Regions from separate parts of the Nomascus leucogenys genome. Here region 1 is linked to region 2. The links are chromatin contacts, called in public Hi-C maps. All regions are on one chromosome and are shown on one strand. The core of a region is the stretch at or near the end of the contact, and the rest is flanking DNA. Distances in the headings are between cores, read along the strand shown. Region 1 has its middle 31 kb from the start of ADIPOR2. Region 2 holds the start of LOC115832880.

What was found. Hi-C and Micro-C count contacts between places; a contact is called where the count stands out from the background.
Region 1: a contact with region 2 is called in a Hi-C map of an unstated tissue, with 3 times the contacts expected there. The contact joins the enhancer-like site here to the promoter of LOC115832880 in region 2. A contact is called at or near these places in 3 of 4 Hi-C or Micro-C datasets (a lymphoblastoid cell line and an unstated tissue).

The regions. Positions count from the first base shown.
Region 1 is chr23:31,049,844-31,055,098 of Asia_NLE_v1, reverse strand. No RefSeq gene overlaps it. Among named protein-coding and RNA genes, the nearest start is that of ADIPOR2, 31 kb to the right of the region's middle. Within about 2 kb of position 3,463, the one cell type or tissue checked has an H3K27ac peak away from gene starts, as active enhancers do. A contact at or near this core is called in a lymphoblastoid cell line, where this site is marked.
Region 2 is chr23:30,776,025-30,781,907 of Asia_NLE_v1, reverse strand. LOC115832880 reads right to left here and starts at 1,704. Exons shown (of 3, transcript XM_030804453.1): 1 at 1,179-1,704; 2 at 1,084-1,143; 3 at 393-1,051. The coding sequence starts at 1,704. The coding sequence ends at 876.

The sequences.
Region 1 (5,255 bases), core at 2,214-4,713, 270 kb before region 2:
AAACAGCAAGGGAGGCTGGGCGCGGTGGCTCACGCTTGTAATCCCAGCACTTTGGGAGGCCGAGGCGGGCGGATCACGAGGTCAAAAGATCGAGACCACAGTGAAACCGGTGAAACCCCATCTCTACTAAAAATACAAAAAATTAGCCAGGCGTGGTGGCAGGCGCCTGTAGTCCCAGCTACTCGGAGAGGCTGAGGCAGGAGAATGGCGTGAACCCGGGAGGCGGAGCTTGCAGTGAGCCGAGATTGCGCCACTGCACTCCAGCCTGAGCAACAGAGCAAGACTCTGCCTCAAAAAAAAAAAAAAAAAAAAAAAAAAACAGCAAGGGCACAGGATTCAGTACAGAGGACCTGGCTTCCCAACCAACTAGTTAAGTGATTCCAGGCAGTTTCCTTAGCAATAAAACAGAAATAATACTCTCTCTACCTCAAATTAAATCATATGGATGTGAAAGCCTTTTGTAAAATATAAACTTTTAAAATATTGAGGCTGGGCATGGTGGCTCACGCCTGTAATTCCAGCACTTTGGGAGGCTGAGGTAGCAGGATTACTTGAGCCCAGAAGTTTGAGGTTGCAGTGAGCTAGGATGGAGCCACTGTACTCCAGACTGGGTGACAGAGCAAGACCCTGTATTAAAAAAGAAAAGGGTAATGGTATATCTTATATAGACACAGATAAGTGTATAAGATATAGCTTGCTTATATCATGGCAAGATCAATGAAAATATGCTTTTTTAAAAAGTAAAGTTTATTATGTAAGCTCTTGGGAATCATCTCAACTGAAGCCAACCACAAATGCAAGGGGTCTAACCTTGATGATCTGGATTTGTTTGGTCTTTTGTATACCCAGAAATCCGCCATCCTTCTCTATGTTGGTCTTGGTCTTTCCTGAGAAGGCCAGTACCTGAAAAATGAGCATTCCACCTTCCACCCCCACCACATGGGAGTCTTTTTTTTTTTTTAAGTCCCCAGTCTGTTTACCACTTTGTCCTAAGAATCAAAGACTTAGGAAACGTCTTCTTTTTTTTTTTTTTTTTGAGACAGGGTCTCACTCTGTCACCCAGGCTGGAGTGCAGTGGCATGATCTCAGCTCACTGCAACCTCTGCCTTCCAGGCTCAAGCGATTCTCCTGCCTCAGTCTCCTGAGTAGCTGGAATTACAGGCACGTGCCACCACGCCCGGCTAATTTTTGTATTTTTTTAGTAGAGGCGAGGTTTCACCATGCTGGCCAGGCTGGTCTTGATCTCCTGACCTTAAGTGATCTGCCCGCCTTGGCCTCCCAAAGTGCTGGGATTACAGGCATGAGCCTCCGCTCCTGGCCAAGGAAACTTCAAGAAGGCAAAGGCAAGGAGGCCCACCCCGGGCCCTCAGAGGACACGGACAGGGAGCGGACTCTGAAAGGATCTCTGGGAATGGACTCTGTCCCCCCAGCCCCCAGGGCCTGGCTGCCTACACCCAGCTACTTCTCCTCACTGGCCTCTGCCCTAGGCCATGGCAGCCACATCAGGGATGTGGAGCTGGGAAGCGTCCCTCCTTACAGAAGGTCTGTGACAGCGGAGAAGATTCCCAGGATCTCAGGCTAGAAGTTGGAAGGCATTTTCTGAGGGCCACATGATTCCACCAGCTGGAGTTTTCTGTTACCATTGTACGGTCCTTGATTTCTGGGACACAAGATGTTCTTTTAGGCTTTCCTGAATAACAAAGATCACACATACACTTGTTTATCTGGGGAGATGCCTTCCCGTTCTAAACAAGTGACTTACAAATTCTCTTTCTGAGAACAATGCCCATTCATAAGTTGGGAACATTCTGTATGAGTGACTTCTGGCTGGGAAGGCACAGTTCCCAGGAGGGGGAGTTCTCAGGAGACCCCTGTAAAGTGGGCCTGTGCTTAGACACTCAGGTCCCCGTGTTTGCTAGAAACACTTGGGCACACACAGGTGCCTGTTCCAAGCCTTCCTCCCACGGAACACACCTGTGCATGTGAGTCACATGTCCTGCCAACGTGCCACCTGACCTTCACCCTGAGCTGGGGAGTATTGGGTAACTGTGTCCTCACCAAAGTCACCCGGCTGCTTGGGTAACACCTTCGGATAGTATCCAGGCCAAAACATGTTAAGAAAAAAAATTCACTCACAGCTAGAACACTTGTTCCTGCTTATCTTTTAACAATGCAAGGGTAGGGAAATTGTTTGGAAATCAAAACGTGGAAGTTCGTTCATCCTCCCAACCCGTGGAGTTCAAAGGCAGAGACTGGCTAAGCCTTTGTGGGACCTAAAAGTTATATAATCAGGGTGGGGCAGTTTAAATAATTACAAATACGGAATTATGAACAGGCCTTAGAAAGCGAGGGAGAGGCCCTGAAACTTGAGCTTCATTCACTTAATGGAAAATCCAACTCTGATTCCAGGGGAAGAATCTAGAAGATTCCATAAAAATACAATCTTATAGAGCTTTAAATGACTTTCCCTAAAATGCTTTTAATACTTCTTGCTTTAGTGGATCCTGGCTTTTCTTTGACAATGTCATTCAGTTGAAAACCCTCCGGGTAAAGGCTCTTCGCCTCCTGGCCACCCCCATGTGGGCGGGAGGTGCTGCTCTCAGTCAGGGTCTTCACACCCCACTGTTGCAGCCCTTCGCTCAGCCGTCTCTCCAGCCGGACCGTCCTCTCTGCATTTGGGTCCCTGTCCTCCGCCCACCTGCAAAGCACTGAGGGTCAGGGGCGCACGGACGTCTTCCTCCCAGCCCCTCATCCGCCAGCGAGCCGAGCCGCGCCTGGGCCCCTGTCACCGCGCCATCGCTCCTTCGGGACCTGAAGCCTCCGTGCTCAGCGCCCCCCCTGCGGCCCACTGAGACCCCCACCGTTGCTGTGCCCTCCGCCTCAGCACGGCCCTCCCGGAGCTGTGTGCCCTCCCTGACTTCATCTTCGCCCCTCCCCTGTCTGGCTCTCCCACTGCCAGTCACCCCAACCCCGCCCCAGCAGCAGCCTCGAGTTCCCTCTCCCCTCGAAGGCCTCGCGGTGGACTTGGCGCGGGGCAGGCGGGAGGCGGGAGGCGGGAGGCGGGAGGCGGGAGGCGGGAGGCGGGAGGCGGGAGGCGGGAGGCGGAAGGCGGGAGGCTGGGCCGCAGCTCCGCCCTCGGGAAATGGCTCCGCCTCCCTCGCCGGGAACTGCCTTCAGGCGCTGTATGCAGCGACTCCCCACCCCGCGGGGCCATGTCAGCGGACGGGCACCTCCGCGGGAGCAGAGCGAGTCACACGTGCATCCTCTCACCCTTCCCCCGCTGCACCGCCCGCTGTCCAGCCCTCTCTTCCTGTTTTCTCCCACTGCAGAGGTGGCTAAAGAACGTGCAGACTTGGGCCAATTTGCCCCTGCCCGGATTCCTGATTCCTGGCCTCGCGGCCCCACCGCTGTCTTCCTCTCCCCTCCCGGGCTTCCCCTCGCCCCCAGGCCCAGCCCTCTGTGGCCGCGGCCTGCTGTGCCTGAGCTGCGCCTCCGGAGGTTCCGCCGCCCCTTCGCCTCCCTCTCCTCACTTCCCGCCTCCCTCTCCTCACTTCCCGCCTCCCTCTCCTCACTTCCCGCCTCCCTCCTGAGAGGTCCGCTGTGGGGAGAGAGGACTCGGTGTGTGCTCCGCTCGCCCTCCGTGAGATTCCCTCAGGGCACAAGCAGAGCTTCCTGAAGCTCGGTTAGCCGAGCACCCACCAGCTGCAAGGATGGGGACCCTGCCTTTCTTACCGCTCGTGGCCCAGGGCCTGGCCGGGAGGAGGGCCTCTAACCGGGAGGAGCTGCCCGCTCTTCCGTGCCCCGCCCCCCAGCGCACCTGCCCGAGAACATGAGGCTGCCTGGGGGGTCCGCTGGGGCAGAGTGCGGAGTGAAGGGGTGCACTGGGCACTCAGCACGGCCCTTGGGAGGCGGGGCCGCCCCAGCCTGCTCTCTTGTCTAGGAAGGCCGTCCGGAAGCAGGAGCCCCGGGGAAAACAACTGGCTGGACGGGGCGGCAGTGTCTCCCAGCCTGAGAGTCGCTTCCCACCACCTGGGCACGAACCTGCTCTGCGATCTCCGGCAAGTTCCTGCGCCTCCTGTCGGTAAAATGCAGATCGTGGCGTCTTCCCTCTCCCCTGTGAGGATCGTGAGCCTATGCGTGTGAGGCCACCAAATCCCAATTCGTATTAACGTGCTGGAAGCAAGGGGGTCAGAGCACTTAGCAGCTCTCTCCTCTGGTGGGGAGAAGACAATGATTTTCTAAAGGACACAGTTTGATGGTGGAGGCTTGAGAGCGGCTACAGTTGGAGCCACTGGAGAGAGAGATGGTCTCTGGAAATGGGTGCTGAGTTATCTAGTGGCCGATTCACTGTAGGATGCCTGCTAGATTGTACGCTTGCTGAAGGCAGCACCAGTTATCTGTCGCACTGTTCACTACAGAATTGTCTGCACCAAGCACAGCATGGACTCTGTTAGCAGTACAGCAAACATTTGATGAAGGAAGGAAGGAGGGAATTAAAGGAGGAAGAAAGGAAAGAAAGGAGAAAGATGAAGGAAGGATGGAGGGAAGGAAGGAAGAAAGGAAGGATGGAGGGAAGAAGGGAAAGGAGGAAAAGAGGGAAGGGATGAAGAAAGGGAGGGAGAAGGAAAGAAAGGAAGGAGGGAAGGAAGGAAGGAGGAAAATAGGAGGGAAGAAAGGGCGAAAGGAAGGGAAGAAGGAAGGAGGCTGCTTAGGGGTAAAATGTCTGTAGGGACGATGCAGCCAGGCCACGAGCTAATAGAAGGTGCAGAATGTCAAGCTGCTGAGATAGACTATGGAAGGCAATAAGAATGAGGGAATGCCCACCCAGTCCTCAATGACAAATAATGATCTTGTTTTATTTTGCTTTTTCCTCGATCTTAATTTTTAATCCCCAATGCCTGAATGATGGTGTTCTGTGCAGACCTTTGTGTTCGGGTAGAGTGAAGGCAAAAGAATGCTGGGACTGGCCCACCATGGCCTTGGGACTGGCCCACTATGGCCCTGCCCTTACAAACTAGTGGAAAGTAATTAAATGAAAACGATGACAAGGATGTGCATGTAAAACATTTAAAGGCAGGGTGCGGTGGCTCACACCCGTAATCCCAGCACTTTGGGAGGCCGAGGCAGGTGGATCACGAGGTCAGCAGTTCGAGACCAGCCTGGCCAACGTGGTGAAACCCTGTCTCTGCTAAAAATACAAAAATTAGCCAGGCATGGTGGTGGGCGCCTGTAATCCCAGCTACTTGGGAGGCTGC
Region 2 (5,883 bases), core at 455-2,954:
TTCCAGAAACATAACTGAGACCAGGAGAGAGGGGCCCTCCTCAGTGTCATGCCCCATTCACGAAAGAGCCAGGACCACCGAGCCCAGGCTGCCTGCACTCACCGCACTGCCTGCGCGAGGCTTCGTGGGATGGGCCTCTCTCCGTGTCAGGCACCGCAGGGGCGATACAGAGGTGAGGGGATGGGATCCTTGCGCTCAGAGATACACCAGGGACACAATCAACGTGAAGACCGTGATAGTCAAGGATGAATGTGAGAAGGGCTCTTGGATCATTACGGAACACACTGGCAGACACTTCTGAAGAGGTTAACACAACGGGGGTAGCATTTGAGTTTGAAAGAAGAATTAATCCTGATTAAGCTTCCAACACGGTGGCAACAAGGAGTGTTGTAGTGGCTAAGGGCCTGTTTAGGCCCTGCCACTTATTAACGATGTGATCTTGGGCACTTCCAGCTCAATTTCCTCCTCAATAGAATGCAGGGCAATGATACCTGCCCTGCAGGTGACGGGGAGGCGACATGGTGTAACATTCCTCCACATTGCCCAGCAAATGGCGAGATCTCTATAAACCCTGTGGTCATCGTGGCTTCCCTTGTCATTATCATCCTCCTCATGCCCGTGGCCACCATGCATGGGCGGGGGCCAGGTCCCACCGGGAAGTCTGTCTGTAGTGGTCTCCCTAGGGCTGGGGGCACTGACACCTGTGTAGCCCCTCCTCTGCCTGAGTCACACCTGTTCTGGGGCTACAAAATTAGGTGTGTAGTGAGGAAGCAGAGAGGCATCTACTGGTTCTCATGAATCCTCAAAGCATTTTGGGGAAGCACAGCTACAACTAAATTCAGCTGGAGTTTGTCCTCTCAGTGTGAGCCATGTGCTCATTTCAGAGTGTGGGGAAGGAGGAGTAAGCAGGGGAAGGAGGAGGAGGAGGAGGAAAAGGTCGAGGAGGAAAAAGAGCATAGGAGAAGGAGGAGGAAAAGGGGAAGGAGGAGGAGGAGGAGGAAGGGGAAGGAGGAAGGGGGAAAGAAGGGGGGAGGAGGAAGAGGGGAAGAAGGAGGAAGAGACGGAGGAGGAGGAGGAATAGGGAGGAGGGGGAGGGAGAGGGGGAGGATGAAGAGGAAGAAGGGGAGGAAGAGGGGGAGGAAGGGGGAGGAGGAAGACAAGGAGGAAGGGGGAGAAAGAGGGGAGGAGGAAGAGGAGGAGGAAGAGGAGGAGGAAGAGGGGGAGGAGAAAGAGGAGGAGGAGGAAAGGGAGGAGGAGGAGGAAAAGGGGGAAGCAGAGGAGGAGGAAGAGGGGGAGGGAGAGGGGGAGGAGGAGGAGGTGGAGGAGGAAGGGGGTGAGGAGCAGGAGGAGGAGGAGGGAACCAGATGAGCATGGGGATGGTTCTGTCTGCTCAGGCTCACTTGTCGGTGCCCACTGGCCTGGGTCCCTCAGGCCTCCATCCCTCTGTTTCACAGCCTCAGTTCTGCTCTTGGTGGGCCTCCCTGGGTCGCGATGAAGAGACTGCGCTCCACGAAGCTTTCCTTCTCTGCCCGTCTGGCCTTTGGCTTCTCCTTTTCTCTTGCTCCTCAATGCCTCCCCTCCCTTCTCTCCCACAGCGCCCAGCAAGCCTTTGCTACCTATCCACTGTGTGCCTGGCCCTGTGCCTGGCCCCAGGGTCCAGAACCCCTCAGCGTGATGGTGATTTTTTGCCCTGGAGGAGCTCATAGGCTGCTGAGAAGACAGACACAAAAGAAAACACCAAGAGGCCAGAGAGCTCGCTCTGCCTGGGTCTCATGCCCGTAGGAGGGTGGTTTCTGCCTGGAGTAAACCCCATGTGTCCGAACACCTGCTGCTCCACTGGGCCCTCAGAGTGGAGCATAGACCCTGCCTCGCCCCTGCCTCAGGGAGCTCAGAGCCATCAGAAGAGTGCCCGGCAGGGGTGGGGTGGGCACCACTTAGTGCTTTTGGCTGCAAGGGGCAGGAAACCGCTACTTGGGGACCGAAATAACAGTAACAGTGTGACAGCTCACACGAAGCCAGAGGCAGGTGGCTCCAGGGCTGGCGAGTGCAGCAGGTCCGGGACGTCACCCAGGACGCAGGTTCCTTCCGTGTTTCCTCCTGCTGCCCTCGGCATTTCAGGTTGTCCTCCAGCCAGCTCCCCTTATGGCCACAGGATTGCTGCTGATTTCCAGGGCCTGTCCCAGACCTGGATCCAAAGCCCTGAGGTGGAGGGCCCCAGTCTCCCTGGGTGCCCCCAAGGTTCTGGCCGACGTTTGGGAGCCAGTCCCCCTGGCCTTCCTGCATAGATACAGGAATGCTCAGCCTTGAGCCGGGGGCATGTCCGAGGAGCAGTGAGGGCAGTACATCCTGGTGTTAGCAGAGGCTGCAGACAGGGCTTCCACACAGACCATTTGCCTGTTACCAAATTTGAGGACAAAGGCTTCTTTCTTTTGAAGTCATGGGTTTCTCAGATGGAGCCTTGTCTGACCCCAGCAGTGCAGTACAGGGGAGTGAATGAGCAGGAAGAGGACCAGCATCTCATCGGGGCAGGGCCATGACTGGGGCCTGTGCGCCCAACCCCGCAGAGCTGGTGGCAGAGTGGCGGATGCCGTGGTGGAGCATTGCATGGAGCACTGGCGGATGACACGTGCACGTGGCGATGAGGATGACACGTAAACATGGCAGCTAGTGGAGGGAATGCCAAAACGGGATTCATAACACAGAACCACAGAAATTAAAAATAGATAAGCTGGGCGTGGCAGCGGGCACCTGTGGTCCCAGCTACTCAGGAGGCTGAGGCAGGTGCATCGCTTGAGCCCAGAAGGTCGAGGCTGCAGTGAGCTGATAGAGCCACTGCATTGTAGCCTGGGTGACAGTGAGATCCTATCCTAAAAAAAAAAAGGTCCACAGAGTTTCATGTAAGTGAATACTACACAGCGATTAAAAATGGACATCACGAGGAGTGAAAGAATCCAGATAAAAGACGGTGAAGACGCTGCTTTGTGTCACTCCATTTATGTGAAATTCCAGAAAGAAACCTGTGATGACAGGAATCAGCATAGTGACATCCTGGAAGGTTAGTTTGACTAAGCAGGGTATATACGAGACCTTCTGGAGTGTCGGAAATGTTCTAGATTGTCGTCTGGATGTGGGTTAATACACGTATGCAGACACACACAGGCGGCTGTTTATAAACTTCGCTGAGTTGTGCGCTGAGGACTCTGCATACTTTTCTGTGTGCATCTTACATCTCTGTAGAATTAACATAAAGCCACACACACAAAACAATATACATTTTGTAAAAACACAAACAAAAAATAACACATTGAACACAATACAATGGCTGAGGGGTTGTAGGGAATGGGAGTGGGGTACAGACATAAAAGGGAGGAAATGAACTTTTAAAGGGTCCTTGTCCAAACCAATGACGAAGGTTTATATACACTAAGGAGCAAGATTACCTTGATTGCTCGTGTGCCCGAGGGTGGGGGCGGGAGAGAAAAGAAAAAGCAACAGCAGCAGAATAGCAGAGGCAAGAAGTTTAGGGCTTCAGAGGCTGGGACCAGATGCACGTGGGGAGTGGCGGGGTCTCTGCGGGCAGCCTGGCACCACGGCTTCCTAGGCCCATGGCCAAGGGCAGGCCGCCCTGGTCTGCTCAACGTCAAGAACAAACTCCAAGATCGTGACAAAAGAACGCAGGACAGAGTTCCTGGCGGTGGTTACCCAGGGCTGGAGCTTCCCAGCCCTGGCAGGGACCTGGCAGTGAAGCCAGACTCAACGTGAACCGAGTGTCTCTCTCCACAGCAGGGGAGATGGTGTGAGCTGGAGCGTGCACAACATTCAGGAGTGAAATTTTTAGTGAGCAGAAGTGGAGAGAAGGGGTGTGGGCTGAGGGTCATGTGAGGTGAAGAGGTTCTGCCTGCCTCTCCCTGGCTGCAGAGGGAGCATCCACTGGGTGCTGTGGGGGCCAAACCACAGGGGACGAGACTCAGCCATGCTTGGGATGGAATTGGCAGAGGTTTGTTCCGCAGGATAACAAGAGACTGCCGGAAATGGGCTGGGGTGTGTGTGTGCAAATGTGTGTACATGTGTGTCTATAATGTGGATATGCGGAGGTGTGTGTCAATGCATGTGTGCATGTATGTGTGTGCACGTGTGTGTGTGAACATATGTGGGCACATGTGAATGTGCATATCTATTGCATGTGTTTATGTGTGCGTATGTGTACGTGTGTGAATGTGTGCGTGTTTGTGTGTGTGATGTATATGCATATGTGAGGTGTATGTGCGTGTATTGCATGTTTATGCGTGTGCATATGTGTGTATGTGTTTGTGTGTGTGATGTGTATGTATATGTGAAGTGTGTGTGCGTGTGTATGGCATGCGTGCATGTGCATGTGTACGTGTGTATACGTATGTGTGCAGGTGTGTGTACTTGTGTTCTAGAGAGACTGAGAAATTAAAGAATAAACAGGAGAGGCTCCCAGCAGGGGTGACTGGTCCTTTAATGAACTCCCCAAACTCTCCTTTCCTTTGCCTCCCAGGCTTGCTGTGCAGCCTCCTTAATTAATGCCTGTAGAATGCGTTCAGATGCTGGAAGGAGAAGCAGCAGCTTTATAAATAAACCCTTCTAAAGGTTGACTAATCCCTGAGTCCCCGAGGGAGAGGAGAGAGCTGTGCTGTGTTGGAGGAAGGGGCACCTTGAGTGAAGGAGGCAGCTGCGGCGGGTCACTGAGGTTTTGGTCCCGGCCCCCATTAGCAAGTTGCTTCTCCAGGGGCAGGCTGCGGCTCCTTTCTGGGCCTGTCTTCAGCAGCCAAAGGAAAGGCTTGAATTATGGCCTCACAAGATCCTTTCTCAGGCTCCCATTTTATAAAGTGCCTGTTGTGGCCAAGGTCACAGAGTTGCCCCAGCTGAGCACAAAAGGGCACTTGAGAGAGGCAGGCAGGGGCCACGTGGCCGCCCCTCACATGCAGACAGCCTCGCCGGCTGGAGCCACCCGTGGCGTGACCTGTTTGCGGAGGTCCAGCACAGAACTCTCTAAGCAGGCTCAGCAAAGGCCAGCAACACAGAGGAGGAGGCTCCCGCCCACGGCGGAGCCAAACCGGGGCTGCAGGGCCATTCCACACGCTGCACAGCACCCCGACCTGGGGATGGAGCGGCCTCTCCAGGTGACGTGGAGGCAGAGAAAGTGGTGGCCACCTTACACTCAGGACCAGGGGCCACCTCTGACAGTAATTCCCCCTGAACATAACATCTTAACCAGAAGGAAGGACCTGAAAGGAGAAAGGGGGCTGGATGCTGAGATGGGAAGAAACTACATCTGGTAGAGACTCTTTATCTGACAGGGGAAGCTGCCCTGTGTTTGCACGGCCTGGCTTTAGTACCCAGGGCGAAGCAATGATGGAGCCGGCCCACTCACCTCCTGACTTTGAGGGAGCTGTCGCCCGCCGTCTGACTCTTAGGCTTATCTAAGGGATCCCTGCGGCTGGAAGTCTGGCAGGGCCTACCTGGTGATACGCATGGGGATCATTTGCATTTGCCCAGGACAGTCTACGTTTCTGCCTATTGTCTGTGTGATGAGTGACAGTTCACACCCAGAAGTATCCTAATTTGGATGATGAATTACGCGGTCACCCCATTGATGGGCAACTGGGTAACACTTAAGAAGAAAGAGGACTTGAACCTCCAGAATCTTTGACTTTTAGAACTTTTTGGGCATCTGTTCTCTGCAAAATCCCTCCAAAATGTTCTGCAGCCTTCAGCTGAAGTCATAAACAAGAAATTATTCCTCATTTGCCCATGTTAGAGTGGGGTGTGATGGGGAAGTGAGTGACCCCACTGAGTTAGAGGAGGTTCCCTGAGACCCCAAAGCCAGGGTGGCCCCCACTGGACTAACATTTCCTA